Linked DNA regions of Zea mays: region 1 is linked to region 2. The links are chromatin contacts, called in public Hi-C maps. All regions are on one chromosome and are shown on one strand. The core of a region is the stretch at or near the end of the contact, and the rest is flanking DNA. Distances in the headings are between cores, read along the strand shown. Region 1 holds the start of LOC103634267 (serine/threonine-protein phosphatase PP1). Region 2 holds the start of LOC100279315.

What was found. A called contact is a pair of places that touch in the nucleus more often than the background predicts.
Region 1: a contact with region 2 is called in a Hi-C map of leaf, with 2.7 times the contacts expected there. The contact joins the promoter of LOC103634267 here to the promoter of LOC100279315 in region 2. A contact is called at or near these places in 17 of 25 Hi-C or Micro-C datasets (bundle sheath, ear, endosperm and 5 more) and 1 of 3 datasets of contacts at active chromatin or transcription factors (seedling).

Annotation. Positions count from the first base shown.
Region 1 is chr1:38,969,851-38,973,712 of Zm-B73-REFERENCE-NAM-5.0, forward strand. It overlaps LOC103634267 (serine/threonine-protein phosphatase PP1), which reads left to right and starts at 1,287. Exons shown (of 5, transcript XR_556658.4): 1 at 1,287-1,705.
Region 2 is chr1:38,812,233-38,816,036 of Zm-B73-REFERENCE-NAM-5.0, forward strand. LOC100279315 reads left to right here and starts at 1,447. Exons shown (of 3, transcript NM_001152336.1): 1 at 1,447-1,910; 2 at 2,027-2,419; 3 at 3,621-3,804. The coding sequence starts at 1,596.

The DNA of each region.
Region 1 (3,862 bases), core at 37-2,536, 160 kb after region 2:
CCATATTGCATAGATCAACATAAAAGCACTTGCGTTGGCACTCAATCACCAAAATACTTAGAAATGGCCCAAGGGCACATTTCCCTTTCAGGGACCTTAGGGCCCCTTTGGTAGGGCTTACTTTTCAGCTTCGGCTCTGGCTCATGCAAAAGTTGTGCCAAACACCTCTTTTTCAAATGACTTCACCAGTGAAGTGCTTTTCCAAAATGAACTAGAGGGCATGAGCCAAAAAAGTAGCTCACCCGGCTTCAGATCACGTCATTTTTGCACAATAGCCCTCCCACCAGTCCAAATTATTTTTTTGGTCCTGCCCTCAATCCCTAGCCACGTACAGGAGAGATCTATAAAAAGTAAACTATACAAGGGTCTTTCTGAAAAACAACCTATAAACCGTTTTGCCAAATGATTTTTTAGAATGACTTTGACTCATCTAAAGAAGTGACTTCACCTCGTGAGTCAGAGCCAAAACCGTTTTTGGAGAAGCCAGAGCCCTGCCAAAGGGGCCCTTAATCAGCGTTTAGCTTTCCCCTCCCTACCATCCGATCTCTCTCCTTTCGTGTTCCACTCATGCGGCCAACACTTCGGTAATGATTTTGGACAACAAATAAGGCTGATTGGTCTATACTTTGATTATGTTAACTAGGTTTCAGTTATCTCTTGTTGACCTACTTCTCTGCTGCTGTTTTGGGGAGTTTCTCTTCGAACAGATGTTGCTGAATTTATGAACTAAGAAATAATAATAATCCGCTAAAATATCCATAACATGATAACTTGTTACTAGCAACGTTGAACTATTGATTACAAGAAACTAGTACAATACCCATAAATTAGGACGACACACAATTATATTTAATACACATAAAATAAAAAATAAATTTGTTATCGGAATAAACATTAGTCCACGTTAGATATTAAATTGATAAGAATAAATATCAAACATTATCTCAAAAAAGCTGAGAAAGGTATACATTCGAAATGAGCTTATCCTTTTTGTAGGCTGTTCGGTCGCTCATCATTTTTCACCTAACAAGATAATTCTATGTGGGAGCGCTAGTTGCGTGGCTCTTAAAGTCTATTTGTGATGTAATGTCCTATTAGATATAAGAAGCCAGAAAGAGGAAGAGACATACACGCCATGTACGTGAGGGCGCACAAGACCGGTGTTTAAAAAAAGTAGAGATAGAGATATTAAAGTTTTTTTAAAGTAAAGGTAAGGAGAGAGCCGGAATGAGAAGCTTTGGAGTACAGTTTAATTTAAAAAACATAAGAGTTTTTTATAATATAATATTTGTAAATAAAGTCCACTAACTGAAAAACTGAAACAGCCCAGGCGAGACGCGAGAGTTTATCTAGCTGTCTGGTTCCCTTTGCCCAATCTCTCTCCTCCGTCCCTCCGCCGGTTCGCCCCCTTCGCCCTTCCCGACGCGCCGCCCGAAACCCTAGCTCCACCGATCTATCTCTCTCCAGCCCAGGCAGGGGGAGGAGATGGCGGCGGCGCCAGCGGCGGGAGGGCAGGGAGGCGGGGGTATGGACGCCGCGCTCCTCGACGACATCATACGCCGCCTGCTCGAGGTGCGGACCGCGCGCCCCGGGAAGCAGGTGCAGCTCTCCGAGTCGGAGATCCGCCAGCTCTGCACCGTCTCCCGCGAGATCTTCCTCAACCAACCCAACCTTCTCGAGCTCGAGGCGCCCATCAAGATCTGCGGTGCGTACCTTACCTCCCTATTTCTCGTCTCCGGCCGGCCGTGGCAGTAGATCTGGTCTGACCGGGCGGCCAGCTTACGTATCGTGGGACTCTGGTGATCGCTTCTCTATGAAGCAGTGGGGTTATCGTGGGCGTCTTCTATTATTAGTGATTTTGTTTTTGCTGGTATATTGGCGCGACTTATGAGAGCGTTTAGTATTGATTTATTCTGCTGGGTTTTAATTTGAATATGGATGGATGTATATGGCATTACCATGCGCTTAGATATTTGCAACAAGGAAATTTGGGCAGTAATATATGCAGTGGCGGAGCCCGGCGAAATTCAAAGGCTGGACACCGTTGGTTGGAGGCGAGGGGCGGCGGCGCGGCACCTAGGTCTGGGGATGCGGATGATCGCAGCTGGCTCACATCCCCTCTCCATTGACCATGCTCAGAGTCGCAGACAGGCGCCTCTCCCCCATGACCCTCACATCCCCTCTCCATCGACCATGGTCAGAGTTGCAGACAGGTGCCTCTCCTCCATCACCGCCGCCACCATCAGCGCTGTCACTTGGGTCCTGTTTGTTTCAGCTTTTTTCAGCTTCTGCCCACCAGAAGCTGCTGTAGACTGCCAAACACCCAACTTTTTAGCCCGCTTTTATGAGAATCACTTTAGGGTGCGTTTGGTTGCAATGACAGGACGGGATGGGACGGGACGATCCCTCAAATAGGGTTGTTTGGTTCAGGGTCAGGGGTTGGGACATGACTATCCCAATGTTGTCCCCAATTATCCCTCAAAATTGGAGGGACGAGAGAGGACGCCAGGGGACGTCCCTGTCCTGGCTGTCCCGCAAGCAAACACACCCTTAGTTAACACCGTCCAAAATCAACGTGAACATGGAATCGACCGAGTAGTTGTGATGGTAGGAAACCGTCACTATCTACATAGTACATACTAAACCCTATAGACTCTTTTATCTTCTTCCACATGTAATCTTCACAATACTCAGATTCTCTTTACAGCCAGATTCTTAGAAAAAGCTCAGAAAAAAGTTGAACCAAACAGACCCTTGGGAGTCTGTCGTTGGCACCCTCTCCACCCTCTCCGTCTGCGATGACCACGAGTCCCCAAGGCTCTGGTACGCTAGCAGTAGCGTCACACGCCTTGACTCCAATGGCCGCTGTAGGAGATGCAGCAAGCGATCAGAAAAATGGAGGAGCAATCCCCAACAGAGGAAAGCGCTCCAAATCGAAGGAGTCACTCCACAAAATCGCGGACTCACCTTCTTGTGCACCGCCCGTGGCCTCCAGATCCGTGACCCTCCTCGGCCCCGCACGTGCGCCTCAATGCGCCACGCCTGCTGGCTCCATGGCAGCGAACCTTGTGGAATCCTCGGAAAGAAACAAGAAATTGAGACCATGGTTGTTATTGTGTCCGTACAACTTCGTTTAAGCACTGGAGGCCAGATGCCACAACCGACACCTTGCCATCTGGGTCTATGGCGTCAGCGAGGTGTCCACGGCGATGCCTTAGCACTTGTCGTGGATGCCATAGCATGGGGGTGCTCTCCCAATAATCCTAGGGAATTCCCCTTCGGCATGGCGGGTGGGTAAGCGTGGCACGGTGGGCGCACCGGGATGTGGCAGGCTGGCGGATAGGGCTGGGCATTCGGTTTTTTTGAAACTTCGGTTCGGTTTTTCGGTTTTAAAAAACTTCGGTTTTTTAGACATTAGAAACCGATCGGTTTTCTAGAAAACTAAAAACCGAAAAGTTCGGTTTCGGTTTTTTACTTCGGTTTTTTTGGTAAAAACCGAATACCAAACTTGTACTCAAGACAACACATATAACAAGTTTATATAATAGATTACACATAATTTTAAAAAGTAAAAATTATATAGGTACAAATATTTAGAGATACATCATACATCATATATAAATAAGTGAATAACAATTTGATTGCTTCACACATTTAGTTCACATAATCGAATAGTCAAATTTTAGAATTGATAAAGTTTGGTATTCGGTTTTTTGGTATTTCGGTTCGGTATACGGTGAAAACCGATTACGATACCAAAAACCAAACTTCTGAAATACAAAAACCGAAACCGAACCGAACTACTGAAAAAACCGAAATTTCGGTTCGGTTCGGTACGGTTCGGTTCGGTTCGGTTTTCGGT
Region 2 (3,804 bases), core at 197-2,696:
GCCATGCATGGCCGTTAGCTGCTAGCAGTGGCACAGCAACAATAAGCCAACAACAACAACCTGGTTGGCACGTCGGAGGAAGCCCGCGGACGACAGGATCAAATCAATCCCCAACCCCACGAACGCGAATACAATAAGCGCGGCACGCACCGTGCGGTGATCGATGCGGCCGACGCAAACGTACACCACCAGCGTAGCTAGCGCCAACACCCCGGGGCCGATCGAGCTGCGGCTGCCCCCACCGGCGCCGGAAGGCCGTCCGTCCGTCCGTCCGGCTGACCCAACCACCGGGCAGATCGAGAGAGCACCCATGCATTGCAGTCTTTGCAGACCGGCCGGTGAAAACTGCGTCACGTCCACCTGTCATCCGGACTGGCGGCGGCCTAGCTATAGCTAGCAATCGAGCGCCGATCATTGCGGCACCTAACACGGGCCCCCCATAGCGATTCGGGTGCACGAGCGAGGCAACGTCAACAGTCCATTGCTAGTCACCCCTCCAAATCCTCCGCGGCTAGTAGCAGCAGTAGTGGTACCACTCACGTAGGCCGCGCACCGGTTATGGAAAGGGACTCGCGTGGCCGTACGTGGGGGCAGCGGGGTTTTGAATGATCGCGTGATCGTACGCCGCAGTGGCCAGTGGGGGCCGGAACATACGATACGAACTGGGATGGGGACTTGGGAGTAAGAGTAAACCAAAACGGAGTTGGTGGGTGTGTGTCTCGGCTTCTTCCGTTCTTGGCGAGTCTCTAAACTGAGTTCAGACCGACCTAGTACGTGGAGGACAGGCGAATCTAGCCCTTGAGTTCTTGACCAACAGCCAAAACCTACCAGTTACTCCGTATTACGTACCAGTAATCTACTCCCTCCTTTTCCAGTAATCTACTCTCTTAAAACACCTTACAATTCAGAACCTAGGTAGAACCGAAGAAGAAGAAGAAGGATGCAAGTCCAAAACAAACCATCGCTGTTACACTCAGACCAAGCAAGCGTCGATGTTTCTTTCTTATTCTTCAAAAAAAAGGCGTATTGGTACTTCGCCAACTATCCCACGATATCATGCATGCTGCTAGAGGGTCCACAGAAACTCCCATGCGCGCTCTCGGAAACGGAGTGGATATATGGGAACAGACGAGCAGTAGCACTACACAGACAGCACACACCAAAAGGTCTGGGGCTCGCAAAAGGGCAACGTGCAGTCGTATGTCCACACGCGCGACGAAATCTGGACCAAGATAGTTTTTTTTTTCTCAAATTTTTTAACAGGTGTAGCAGCAGTACCAGTACGTGAGCGTGCGGCCACGACCAAACCTGTCGCGAAATCAAGGAAGGGCCCCACCTGCCAGCTGCTCGCACGACTCGTCAAAACCGGTACAAGTCCACCGAGAGAGGCCCAGTACTGGGAGTGGGAGGGGGAGGCACAGGCACCATAACGCGCGCTTCAGTTCCGGAGGCCTCACCGCCTCACGCAGGCACGCACATCACACAACGCCAGCGAGAAAGAGCTCTCGTCCGCACCACGGCGCAACCAACGGGGAGAAGAGGAAGGCAGTGAGCTGTCCCGCGCGTGCGCGCCCCGCCTCCCGCCCGCCCGTCTGATGAGGAAGCTCTGCCCGAACCTCGAGCGCGACGACGCGCTGGACACGGTGCTGGAGGTGCCCATCCCCGAGGAGATGTTCTCCGGCGGCGGCGGCTCCCGCGGCTCCACCAGGTTCGGCTGCACCAACGTCAAGGCTTGGATGCGGTCGCACGCCGCCGACCGGTCCGGCGCGGGCGAGCCGTGCTCCATGACCCGCGGGGAGCTGCAGCTCATGCTGGGCGTCATCGGCGCGCCGCTCATCCCGCTGCCCGTCTACCACGCCAACCAGTCGCCCTGCTCCGTCCTCTGCGAGCAGCTCAAGGCCGATCCCATCGTACGTACGACGACAGAACGATCGAACCCGCATTTTTCTCGGTCTCGTCGTTTTACTGATCGGCTGATGATTAATCCATCCGTCTCTGTGTGTGCGCTCGTACGTGCTGATCCCAGGAGTCGTCCTCCGCCAAGTACATCGTGCAGCAGTACATAGCGGCGTCGGGCGGGGAGTGGGCGCTGAACAAGGTTAAGAGCATGTACGCGATGGGCAAGGTGCGGATGACGGCCGCGGAGCTCAACAGCAGCGACGCCGACGGCCACGGCGGAAGCACCGGAAACGGGCACCACCGCGGCGGGAAGAAGGGCAGCAAGGGAGGGGGCGGCGGCGGCGAGATCGGCGGGTTCGTGCTGTGGCAGAAGAAGCCGGAGCTGTGGTGCCTGGAGCTCGTCGTGTCCGGCTGCAAGATCAGCGCCGGCAGCGACGGCAAGGTGGCGTGGCGCCAGACGCCGTGGCACCAGTCGCACGCATCCCGCGGTCCCCCGCGCCCGCTCCGCCGTTCGCTCCAGGTGCGTAGCGTACGCCCCGCCTCCGCGGCCGCGCGGTTTCGTGTACGTTTTCCCAGCTAGGTGTGGTCTCGAGTGCTTTCCATACGCGTACGCACGCACGCACGCACGCATGCCGTCATCGCCACCTAGGACTTGTCGAATGTACGGTCGCGTAGCATTGCTAGAAACGTACTGCGTACTCATTTCGAACCCCACCCCCGTAAAGTTTGTTCAAACTCGCGGTCAGATGAGCCGATCTGAATCTGATGTTGTTGCTATTGCACGTTGGCCCGGCCCGGACGTACTGGTACTGGGCAGAGCAACCCCATTTGCTAGAGGCCAGAGCTGCTGGACATTGCAACGGACAATGATGCCGCAGCACGTAGCATGTACACGTCTGCTCCAGTCCCAGTGACAGCACAAGCTCATCATCGCATAGACAGACAGATGCCTGTTGTGTCAGGGCATGTCGATCTCCGCTTGCATATACTGTCGGCAGGACAGAGCAGGCAAATCGAACGTCCACGCGGAGCAGAGGGTATCATGATTCATGAGGGCAGCGGTGTCGTGGGATAAGGCCGAGCGGTTTCGCTCATCGGGAGATTTAGGCGCCGGTCACTCAGTACACGCAGACTCGGAGGCTCACCATCAATGGCCGTGGCAACATCATGTCGCCGCCCGGGAGCGGGAGGGGTCTCAGGGTCTGTAATTAGCGCAACAGCAGGCAGCAGCTGCGCGGAGGATACACACGCGTAGGCGCTTAGCGCGGGGCAGCGTGCGTGATTAGGGGTCGGCCCCAGCCGGCCGGCCGGCCGTGGTCCTTGGCACCCCCAACGTGCGGCCATGTGCGCGGGCACATCACGTGGACCTGGGCCTAGTGAAATGAGACCCTCGCGCGCCACATCGATCGGTTGGTGGCGCGCGGCAGCCGGTCCACCCGACTCTCTCCGCTAATCGCGCTGCACCAACCTGATGGCAATAAGCAGCAACGTACGGGCCGACCGACAGTATAATCTCGTTCCTCCGCCACCATTTGACCATCGAATCGACTAATACTTACTTGATTGCGTACCCGACACTACTCGCGTTTACTAATGCTGCTCCGTGTGTACATTGCATTCGCAGTCGCACACATGTCACGAGTTTTCTTTTTTCTTTTACTACCTCGATCGAATGGACCGCAACGGCACGCTGACTTCACATGGCATTAATTGACATGCAGGGCCTCGATCCGCAGCTGACCGCGAGCCTGTTCGCGGACTCGGTGTGCATCGGCGAGCGGAGCATCGACGGCGAGGACTGCTTCGTGCTCAAGGTGGAGGCGGAGGCGTCCAGCCTGCGCGCGCGCAACAGCAGCAGCGTCGAGATCATCCGGCACACGGTGTGGGGCTACTTCAGCCAGCGCA